2 separate regions of the Canis lupus genome follow, and region 2 is linked to region 1. Evidence: chromatin contacts called from public Hi-C data. All regions are on one chromosome and are shown on one strand. The core of a region is the stretch at or near the end of the contact, and the rest is flanking DNA. Distances in the headings are between cores, read along the strand shown. Region 1 holds the start of KLF7 (Krueppel-like factor 7). Region 2 has its middle 57 kb from the start of CREB1.

Region 1 (4,536 bases), core at 810-3,309:
ACACAGTTGGGTCTGTTTGTTTGTCAGTCTGTCTGGCTCACCCCCCAAGAAGGCAGACATCCAGTGGCCCTTTTGTTTTGTTTTGTTTCAGTCAACTAAAAAGGAAAAAAAAAAAAAAATCAATGCAGGAGAGAGGAAGAGAGGAGGTGAGAGAGGAGAGAGTGAGTGGGGTGGATGGAGAGAGGCATCCAGCGTGTACAAGTGCAGACGGCTGCCAGGAAAAGGGGACTTCTCCACGGGAGTAACAATTCCCTTCCAGGGCTCTAATCACTCCAGCTCGTGGATCAGGAAGGGGGATGCAAACTCACTGACACGAAGCTGCCATCTATTTCTGCAGCGCTGTTCGCTCCTAATGCAATCTTTGCTCTTTATTTTGGGAGGTTGCATTTTTTTTTTCTCGCGATCGCTTCTCTCTCCCCCCCCTTCCCTTCCCTCCCCACCCCCCACCCCATCCTTGCTAGTTTGTAGTCTCTCCCCCCCTCCTTTTCTCCTCCTCCTGCTCTTCCCCCTCCCCAAACTCCCCCCGCTCCGCCCGGCTCTCCGCGCAGCCGTGGGATCTCGGAGGAGGGCGTCCATTAGGCCGCGTGTGACCATGTAAGGTAAACAGGGGGCTCATGAAGTCACTGAGGACCAATGGGGAGCGCGGAGCGGGGCCCGGGGCGGGGCTTGGCCCTGGCGGCGAGCGCCGATTGGCCGGCCGCGGATCTCCCTGCTGCCTTACAAGGCGGTGCGAGGCGAGCTATTTTTAGAGGGCTATATAAGGGGGCTGAGGCGGCCGCGCGGCGGCCGGGGAGCGGGAGCGCGAGCGCGAGGGACGGGGAGGGCCGCGGCGACGCTCGCGCCGGCTCCCGGGACGCCGAGGCGGCCGGGCTGGGGCGGCGCGCCGGCCTCCGGGCCTCGCTCCGGCGCCCGGAGCCCCGGAGGCTGCGCCCCTCGGAGGGGCGGGGGCGCGGCCCGGCGGGAGGGTCGAGGGTCGGGAAGCGGGGTTAGGCTGCCTCCTGGAGGAGGCGCGGGGCGCGAGCGCGGCGGGGCCGCCGTCGGGGGAGGGGCGCTCCCGCTTCCCTCGGCCGCGCTCGGGGGCCGCGGCGGGGCGCCGCGAGGAGAGGCGTGCCCGGGAGGCCTCGCGGACCAAGAGATGAGCGGGGTGGGGGGGAGAGACAAAAAAGAAAAAGGAAAAGAAAAACGCACCCAAAGCCCCTTCACAAATTGCGCACGGGGCGCCGGAAGAGGCGCCTGAGGAGGAAGGGGCACACAATGGAGCCGAACAAAGGGGAGCGGCGCCCGGAGAGCGACCTGCGCCCGCCCCCGCCCCCGCCCCCGCGCGGCGCGCTCCCCGCCCCTCCCCGCCCCGCCCCCCGCGCCCGGTGCGCGCCGCCCCCGCCCCGCCCCCCCCGCCCTGCGGGGGCCGCTCGCCCGTTGGAGGCGCTCCGAGGGGGGCGTCCGCCCGAGTGCGGCTCTGAGGGAAGGAAGGCGCCTGGGGGGGCGGGGCGCGCGGCTGAGGGGGGCGCCAGCCCGAGGCCCCCCAAGTGGCCTCCGGAGAGAGGTGTCCGCCGAGCCGTGGGGAGGCGAGAGGCGGACCCGGACTCCGGAGCCCGCACGTCGGAGTAGACCCGCTCTTACCTCAGATGAAAACCCTCCACAACGCACCTAATTTTTTTTTACCTCAGATGAAAACCCTCCACAACGCACTTTTTTTTTTTTTTTAAGGGCCCGCCCGTTGTTTGCTTGACCTTACGCGGTTAGTGTCGTTCAGGGTTCCCCCAAATGCGCCGTGCGCTGAGCTTCCATTGCTGGAAGGACTGCAGAGTCCGATGAGAGACTTCCCTGTGCCCGTCGTCGCGAGAGCAGCGACATCCACCCTAATCGCCCTCCTCGGCTTCCCGCTCCTGACTCTGTGGGACTCCGCCTCGTGATATTTGCGAAATTCTGCTTTCTAGAAGGAGCACGATTCGAAATTCAGTACTTCGCCCGGGGAAATTAAACAGGAATTACTGGGTCTGGGGAGAGCCCAGTTTCTCTACTTGGCGACGTCTGGAATTCTGTGGGTCAGACCTACAGCGTCCACTGTGGGAGTGCAGCTGGCACGTTGGCTGGCGTTTATGTGCACGGGACGTGCGGAGATGTTTAGTGTTATGTAGACACATCTGTGGTGCTAGGGGATGAATGACATGACAAAGTTAAACGTCGTACCTGAATCAGGGGACATCCGGCTACCACACGCGTGTGTTTGCACCAGGATGAGGAGGCCTCTCTTTGAAAGGCCAGGTGGGCCTTTCCCAGAAGTAGGAAACCGCTTAGGGCCATCACATCCCAACTAATGCCTTAACTTGATCCTTAGGGTCGCTGGTGCTGCTGCTTACTGGTCGCTTACTGGTGTGGCTTTGAGCTCAGGGGCCCAGACCTTCTAATTACCGCCTCAGAAACAGAGAGAGTGGGCTCTGCCTTGCGGGGTGGTTATGAGGACTGCAAGTAACGTCTGTAACTCACCTGCCATAGCATATGGGGCTATTAGGTGGATACTAAATGTTGAGCCATTATCATCTCCCGGTGATAACTGAGTCAACTAAATAATATATCTGAACTAATCAGACCCATGGGGGGACATACCAGATTCTTGGAGAAAGAGGAGAGAGAGAGAAGCCTCTTGCCAATTTGTAATAAGTATTACAAATGTGTTTCTCGCGTGTGGGGGGATACGGAAGAGGCCTTGGGAAAGCGCAAGTTCTTTTTTTTTTTTTTAAATAATAAATTTATTCTTTATTGGTGTTCAAATTGCCAACATACAAAATAACACCCAGTGCTCATCCCGTCAAGTGCCCCCCTCAGTGCCCGTCACCCATTCACCCCCACCCCCCACCCTCCTCCCCTTCCACCACCCCTAGTTCGTTTCCCAGAGTTAGGAGTCTTCATGTTCTGCAAGTTCTTGAGTGAACAGAGGAAGTAAAGGAACTGAGACATAGGGAACTCAAGAGGCAAAACACTAGGCAAAGCCAAAGCATATAATTTGATGTGTGAACTCAAGTGAACTTGATTTCTGTTTTTTTGTGTTACACCATTGCTATTTTTGAGCGAAATATGACATTTTTGTTAACTTGGGTTTGAAGATTTTACAGATAATAGTGAACTAGTTAAACACTTTGAGTGTACCAGGCTGTGTGGGCACATAAGCCCATACAGTGGGCTTTTATTATATACAGTGTCTCATTTCATCCTCACAACAACGTGAGGCAGGGACTTTTGTTATATCCAACTTTATGGATGACGGTATGCAAGCTTAGAAATATTGGGTTGGTCAAGGTCCTACAACTAGGAAGCAGCTGAGGAGGGGCTCAAATGTAGGAACGTCTGACTTTCAAGACTGCTTTGCATGGGGGTCTCGGTGTAGTGAAAAACTTTTAAGTTTCTTGGGTTTTGTTTTTGTTTTTATATATATATTTATTTATTCATAAGAGACACACACACACAGAGGCAGAGACACAGGCAGAGGGAGAAGCAGGCTCCATGCAGGGAGCTGGACGGGGGACTCTATCCTGGGTCTCCGGGATCAGGCCCTGGCCTAAAGGCAGTGCTAAACCGCTGAGCCACCTAGGCTGCCCAAGTTTCTTGTTTTAAGTCAAGATTTGTTTACAAAAATGCTTGGGTGTAGAGAAGGGGGGGCTTCCTTTGAGGTTTTTGTCCATGTAATATCAGTCATCCAACTTCCAGAAGAACTTAACCAAAATCTTACAATATAAATCCTGAAGATCTCATTATGACTTTTTTCAAAGTTTTGTAGAATATTTTAGAATTCATGCTAAGAAATTTATGCAGTGAGGCACTTCTAAAGGCCCATTATCAATATCAGTCATACTTAGCTACTTTTTATAGCCTAGAGACCCTACGTTTGTTCACATTGCAAAACACACACAAAGAACCTGAATGTACAAAATAATCAACAAATTAAGATCACCGGAAACTTCGGCAGTCACACAAACCAAAAATAAACAGCACGGCTCTAAGCACCATATATTGAATGCCTTCTCTATACCTGGCATTTTATAGATGTTCTCATCTGGTCTTCACCACAGTCTTGTGACAGAGCTATCATGACTCCATTTTCACAGATGAAGGTATCAAAGTTCAGAGAGAGAACACAATTTACCCATTATCATATGTCTGTTAAGTGGCAGAAGCAGATTCAAATATAGGTCTGAATCCAAGATGACTCCAAAGTCTGTGTCCTCCGCATATATTATCTTATGAGACACTTATACTATTTTTAATAATATCACCCTTTAGAAGTTATCCTATAGGAAACACCAAAGAGTAAATAATGTTAACCAGGAAACACCAAAGAGTAAATCATGTTAACCGCCCCCTCCCCATGCCACCAAAACTAAGAAATGAAACTATTTTATGAACAGCATTTTATGAAAATGTAATATGTAAATAGACACAACCAAGACATCAGAGTGTTTCTACTAGAAAAGTCTGATTCATTAGTACAGGAAGTCCTTATTAGCACTGTGTGATTAGCACTGGTAAAACCTCCTTAAA
Region 2 (4,536 bases), core at 810-3,309, 260 kb after region 1:
TCTGCAGGCCTCGCACACACCTTTTGACTTTGCTGTTTTTATTTCTCCACTTCTGATCCCTTATCTGTTCGTTTCTTCGCTGTTCATTCTGCTGCTTAGTGTGAGGCAAACCCTTGCCCTCTTTCACAAACCTGAACTGTGTTGTTCAGATCCCCTCTGTAGTTTGTAAGGGAGAGGAAAACAGGAGGAGGGGGTTGGGGAACAAGACAGTGCCAGAGAGGAAGGGATGACACAGGAAAGGTGAAGGGGGTGGTTCGTGTCTATCTACTCAGATGCAGATGTGAATAAATGCCTGCCCCAAAGCTCTCCTTCCCTCCTACTCTGACTATTAACTTAACCTCAAGTCCTAACAAGAATTGATCCAGCTAACAAATAGATCCAAAGGGGCTAACGGGGTTGATATGGATGTATCACGGGAAATAATGAGTCATGGAAAATTATGAATGAAAAACACACATAATCAATACATGAGTATAGATGTGAGGGGGTGGGTAATGATTCCAAGACACTGACTCCTTTGTTTCGGATCATGACTGATGGAGTTTTGGATATGTTACCCTAAGATATGCACCTTCGTCTACCTAATATTTTTAAGCTCTAGGTGTTTGAGAATCAGGGGGTGTAGGAAGACTTGCTGACCTGCTCTTCCTGCCTGAAGCAGGTCATACAGAAGAGTCTCACGTGAGCGGTGCCCTCCCCATAAGTGGAAGAAAGGAGCATCGTTATCTCCCAAGACGGAGGGACACTGAAAGGAACCCAAACCAACAGACCTTGCTATGTTCCCCCCCCACCCCCCACCCCCAGCTCACTGCTTTGAGCCCCTACTCTCTGCTCTATCATATCTTTCCATGGCTCTCCAGTCTTCATCCAACAGAGCATAGAAACACTCAGTTTTAACCATTTCTTCGGGCCTTTTCCTGATGAAGACTCCCATGTTGCATAAAACTGGTGTTAAATAAATGTGTATCTTTTCTCTTATTCATCTATCTTTGTTGGTTTAATTTTCAGACTCAGCCAGGGACCCTGAGAGAGCAAAGGAAAACTGTTTTCCTTCCCTACATGACATTCGTCACCATACTTGTGTGCTTTAGACTGGGCCATACGATCATGACCAGGGTTCTAGCATCCCATGCTGCTTGGCCTGAGTCCAAGTCACTTCATTAGCCTTCCTGTCTTCTGGCCTAAGCCAAATGCTGACATTTGTGTCCTGATCTTTTTCTTTCCATATCATGATCCTATCTTTGAATGAGGGGAGGCATGGAGAGAGCAAGTTATTGAGAGGTGCCACATGATCACCCATGAACCTCAGAGAGAGCTCAAGGAGAAAGGAGGGTGCAGCTGGGTCGCGTGGAACCTTCCTGCACATGGCAGGCTGAGCTGGGGACATGCCTGCCGCCCCAGCCTACATACATGCAGCCTGCTTGCTTCCCCTTCTGCAGAGACGTGCTTTCCTTGGTTGCTGGCTCCACTGTCTACAACCCCAAATTTGAAACCAGGTTGCCCCACCAATGAACTGGTAGGTTTTAGGTAATGATTCGCCCCTTCAAACGCAGAGTCCAGATATAAGACTGCCTCTAGCTTCCCAAGTCCTGGCCACCAAATAACAGGATGCTGTTGGAATAGAGTTCATTTAAGAAAGCCTGTCCTTTGCACTATAAACTGAAACAGAGCCATTCAGCCTCTCTCCAGCCGTCTTCACACGTCTGTCTCTTGCACACAGAATTAGGTTGGAAGGTCGAAGCCCAAGTTGGTCCGTCTCTCCATCCAATCTCTTGCTTGTTAGGCTGGCAGGGAAGTGCCTGACTCTAGTATATTTGCATTAGTCCTACTAACACATTTCCAAGCTCTCTTGCTGCCACATTACTTGAACCAGGTCAACTCTGGGAGGAGAGATCTGCTTTTCCTTCCTGTAACCTCCCGACTGATTTAATTAAGCATCTCCTCTAGCCCCGATTTATAGGCTGAAAAGTGTTCTCGCAGCAGCCCCTCTGTGTGCTGTGTTTTTCAATGAGCAGAAAATGCAGGAAGTCAAATAGAAACAGCATTCTGAGTGTCTGCTGCCACCCTGAGAGCAGTTCCAACAAGTGCATTCACCTCTGGACATCTAACGGCAAAGGGTTAGGTAAATGAGCAGTGGTTTCCTTTGGTAACATAGCACAGTTCTAGAAGTCAGAGGAGAGGGTCACTAAATCCTTCCTCCACCCCCCACCTGGGGCTCCTGGGGAGGGCAAAGCTGCTGGGAGGAAATAACCTTGATACCTTATTTTATAAATCACACAATTTTTTTCAAGGTTAAAACCAAAACTAAGAAAACCCTAACAGGTAAGGGTGGGAGGGCTTTATTTTCCAAAATAAAGGGGCAACAGTGTACCTCTCCTGAGTGGGTCCCTAGTGACATTTGGTTCTACCATCAGACCCCAGGTGTCCTCCCCGAGCTTGACAATCCTGACCCCTCCCCAACCTGCCACAGGGAAAGAAGGAAACCAAATTTCCCATACAAAATGCCCTTTCCTAGTCTCTCAAAAGCTTCAACCTCAAAATGAAATCTGACAAAAGAAACAAATTAGATCCATTGCAGCGCTGAGGGTTTGGGATTGTTTAGATTAAAGACTCTGCAGCATTCTTAGGCCCCCGGTGCAATGAGCTCCTGAAACCAGGGGCAAAAATAAAGTTTTCTTCCCTTCAGCTGCTCTCGCAGGCCGGGGTGAATTATCTGAAGACGATGAATGGACAGTGGGAAACTGAAGTATACAGGGGTGTGCAGGAACCCCGGTGTTCACGGGAGCCAGGCAAGTGAGTAATATGCATGAAGGAAACCGGATCAGCAAGAAATTGTATGCGATCTCTCCAGATTCTTTTTTTTTTAAGATTTTATTTATTTCTTCATGAGAGACACAGAGAGGGAGAGAGAGAGGCAGAGACACAGGCAGAGGGAGAAGCAGGCTCCATGCAGGGAGCCCAATGTGGAACTCAATCCCAGGACTCCAGGACCAGGCCCTGGGCCGAAGGCAGGCGCTGAACCACTGAGCCACCCAGGGATCCCCAACAGATTCTTTTAATGTTAGCAACTCATTCAATTAAAAACACACACATCGCTATTCCTTTGATGTTCACTGAGCACTCCCCATGTTCCAGGCATTTATAAAATCCATTATAAAAGGACATCTTCACTACAGCCCTGTGACAGTAGACGCGGTTCACAGGTGGGTAAAAGTGGGTCTCTAAGAAGCAGGACCAACACCTGCCCGCAGGTGATGCCAAGTTTTATCCACCAGCCCAGGCTGCCAGTGTCGGGGAAGGGGGGTTCACAGAGAAGCTGAGGTTCCCTGGGGTTAAAGAATACGGCCAGGATCATTAAAGAGCTGGGTGATTTAAAAAAAAAAAAAAAAGAAATCATCAGGGACGCCTGGGTGGCTCAGTGGTTGAGCGTCTGCCTTTGGCTCAGGGCCTGATCCCGGGGTCCTGGGGTCGAGTCCACATGGGGCTCCCTGCATGGAGCCTGCTTCTCCCTCTGCCTGTGTCCCTGCCTCTCTCTCTCTCTGTATCCCTCTTGAATAAATATATAAAACCTTTATTAAAAATAAACAAATTTTTTTAAAAACTAAAATCAAAATAAACAAAATAAATAAGAAATAAAACTACGGAACCAGAACAGAATGTGAAAGAGACGCACTGGAAAAGAAAAAAAGAAAGGAACACAAGAGGAAAGGTATGTGCTGTTGTAAGACATGAACAGCCTGTCCTAATGGCTGCCTACACCAGAAGATAAAGATGTTTTATTGAAAAAAATGGTGACTCTTTCAGCATAAATAATGCTGCTTCTCTTATTATTCCTTGTGTTTGAAACCAAATGGTGGAAGACCCTCCAAACAATTATCTGCGAGGTTCCAATTTAGACGCCGTAATGTGATTAGTGTGGGCAATGCTGCCCTCTCATGGCCAACTTCTCAACAACAAGATTCTCTGAATAAAATCGGGAGATCTTGTTCTTTATTTTCCCAAAGAACTTTGAAGAATTTTGCATCCACTTAGCATCACATATGAGCATATAATATACTATTTACATAGCACAATACCCTCTGCACATTTTTATATCCATATCTGGAATTGGATGTGTGCTGTCTTTGCGTGTGTTGTATAGGGCACTGGAGGAAATGAATGGAAAATAAATCATGGTGCTCCTGGGCTCCTGAGCTTTCAGAATTCAGTTCCTCAGGGAGAAATGTTTTTCTCATAACAGAAAACTTAGAAGAACTCCAGAACAGAAAATGTTTTGAATGTCTCTAATCTGAACACAATCTGACTGAAATAACCCCCCGCTGTCTATTCTAAGAGAAGCATTTGTTATATTTGAAGAACACAGCAAACCGGTGCATGGACATATTTTTAGGTAAAAACAACTGTGCATGGTTGTGCATAGAAAATCACTTTCTAGTTTCCTGCAGGGACAGATCACCTGTAATTACAGAGAAATTGCAGCCCAGGAGACCATCAGATTTACCATACCAAGGGTAGACACCGCAAGGTAATTTTCTT

Evidence for each region. A called contact is a pair of places that touch in the nucleus more often than the background predicts.
Region 2: a Hi-C map of blood shows a contact between it and region 1, with 2.6 times the contacts expected there. The contact joins the enhancer-like site here to the promoter of KLF7 in region 1. A contact is called at or near these places in 2 of 9 Hi-C or Micro-C datasets (amygdala and blood).

The regions. Positions count from the first base shown.
Region 1 is chr37:15,469,505-15,474,040 of UU_Cfam_GSD_1.0, forward strand. It overlaps KLF7 (Krueppel-like factor 7), which reads right to left and starts at 2,060. Exons shown (of 5, transcript XM_038585552.1): 1 at 1,736-2,060; 2 at 1-95. LOC119867945 (a long non-coding RNA gene) reads left to right here and starts at 490. Exons shown (of 2, transcript XR_005385289.1): 1 at 490-599; 2 at 1,708-4,536.
Region 2 is chr37:15,726,177-15,730,712 of UU_Cfam_GSD_1.0, forward strand. No RefSeq gene overlaps it. Among named protein-coding and RNA genes, the nearest start is that of CREB1, 57 kb to the right of the region's middle. Within about 2 kb of position 2,060, at least 4 of the 20 cell types and tissues checked have an H3K27ac peak or open chromatin away from gene starts, as enhancers often do. A contact at or near this core is called in blood, where this site is marked.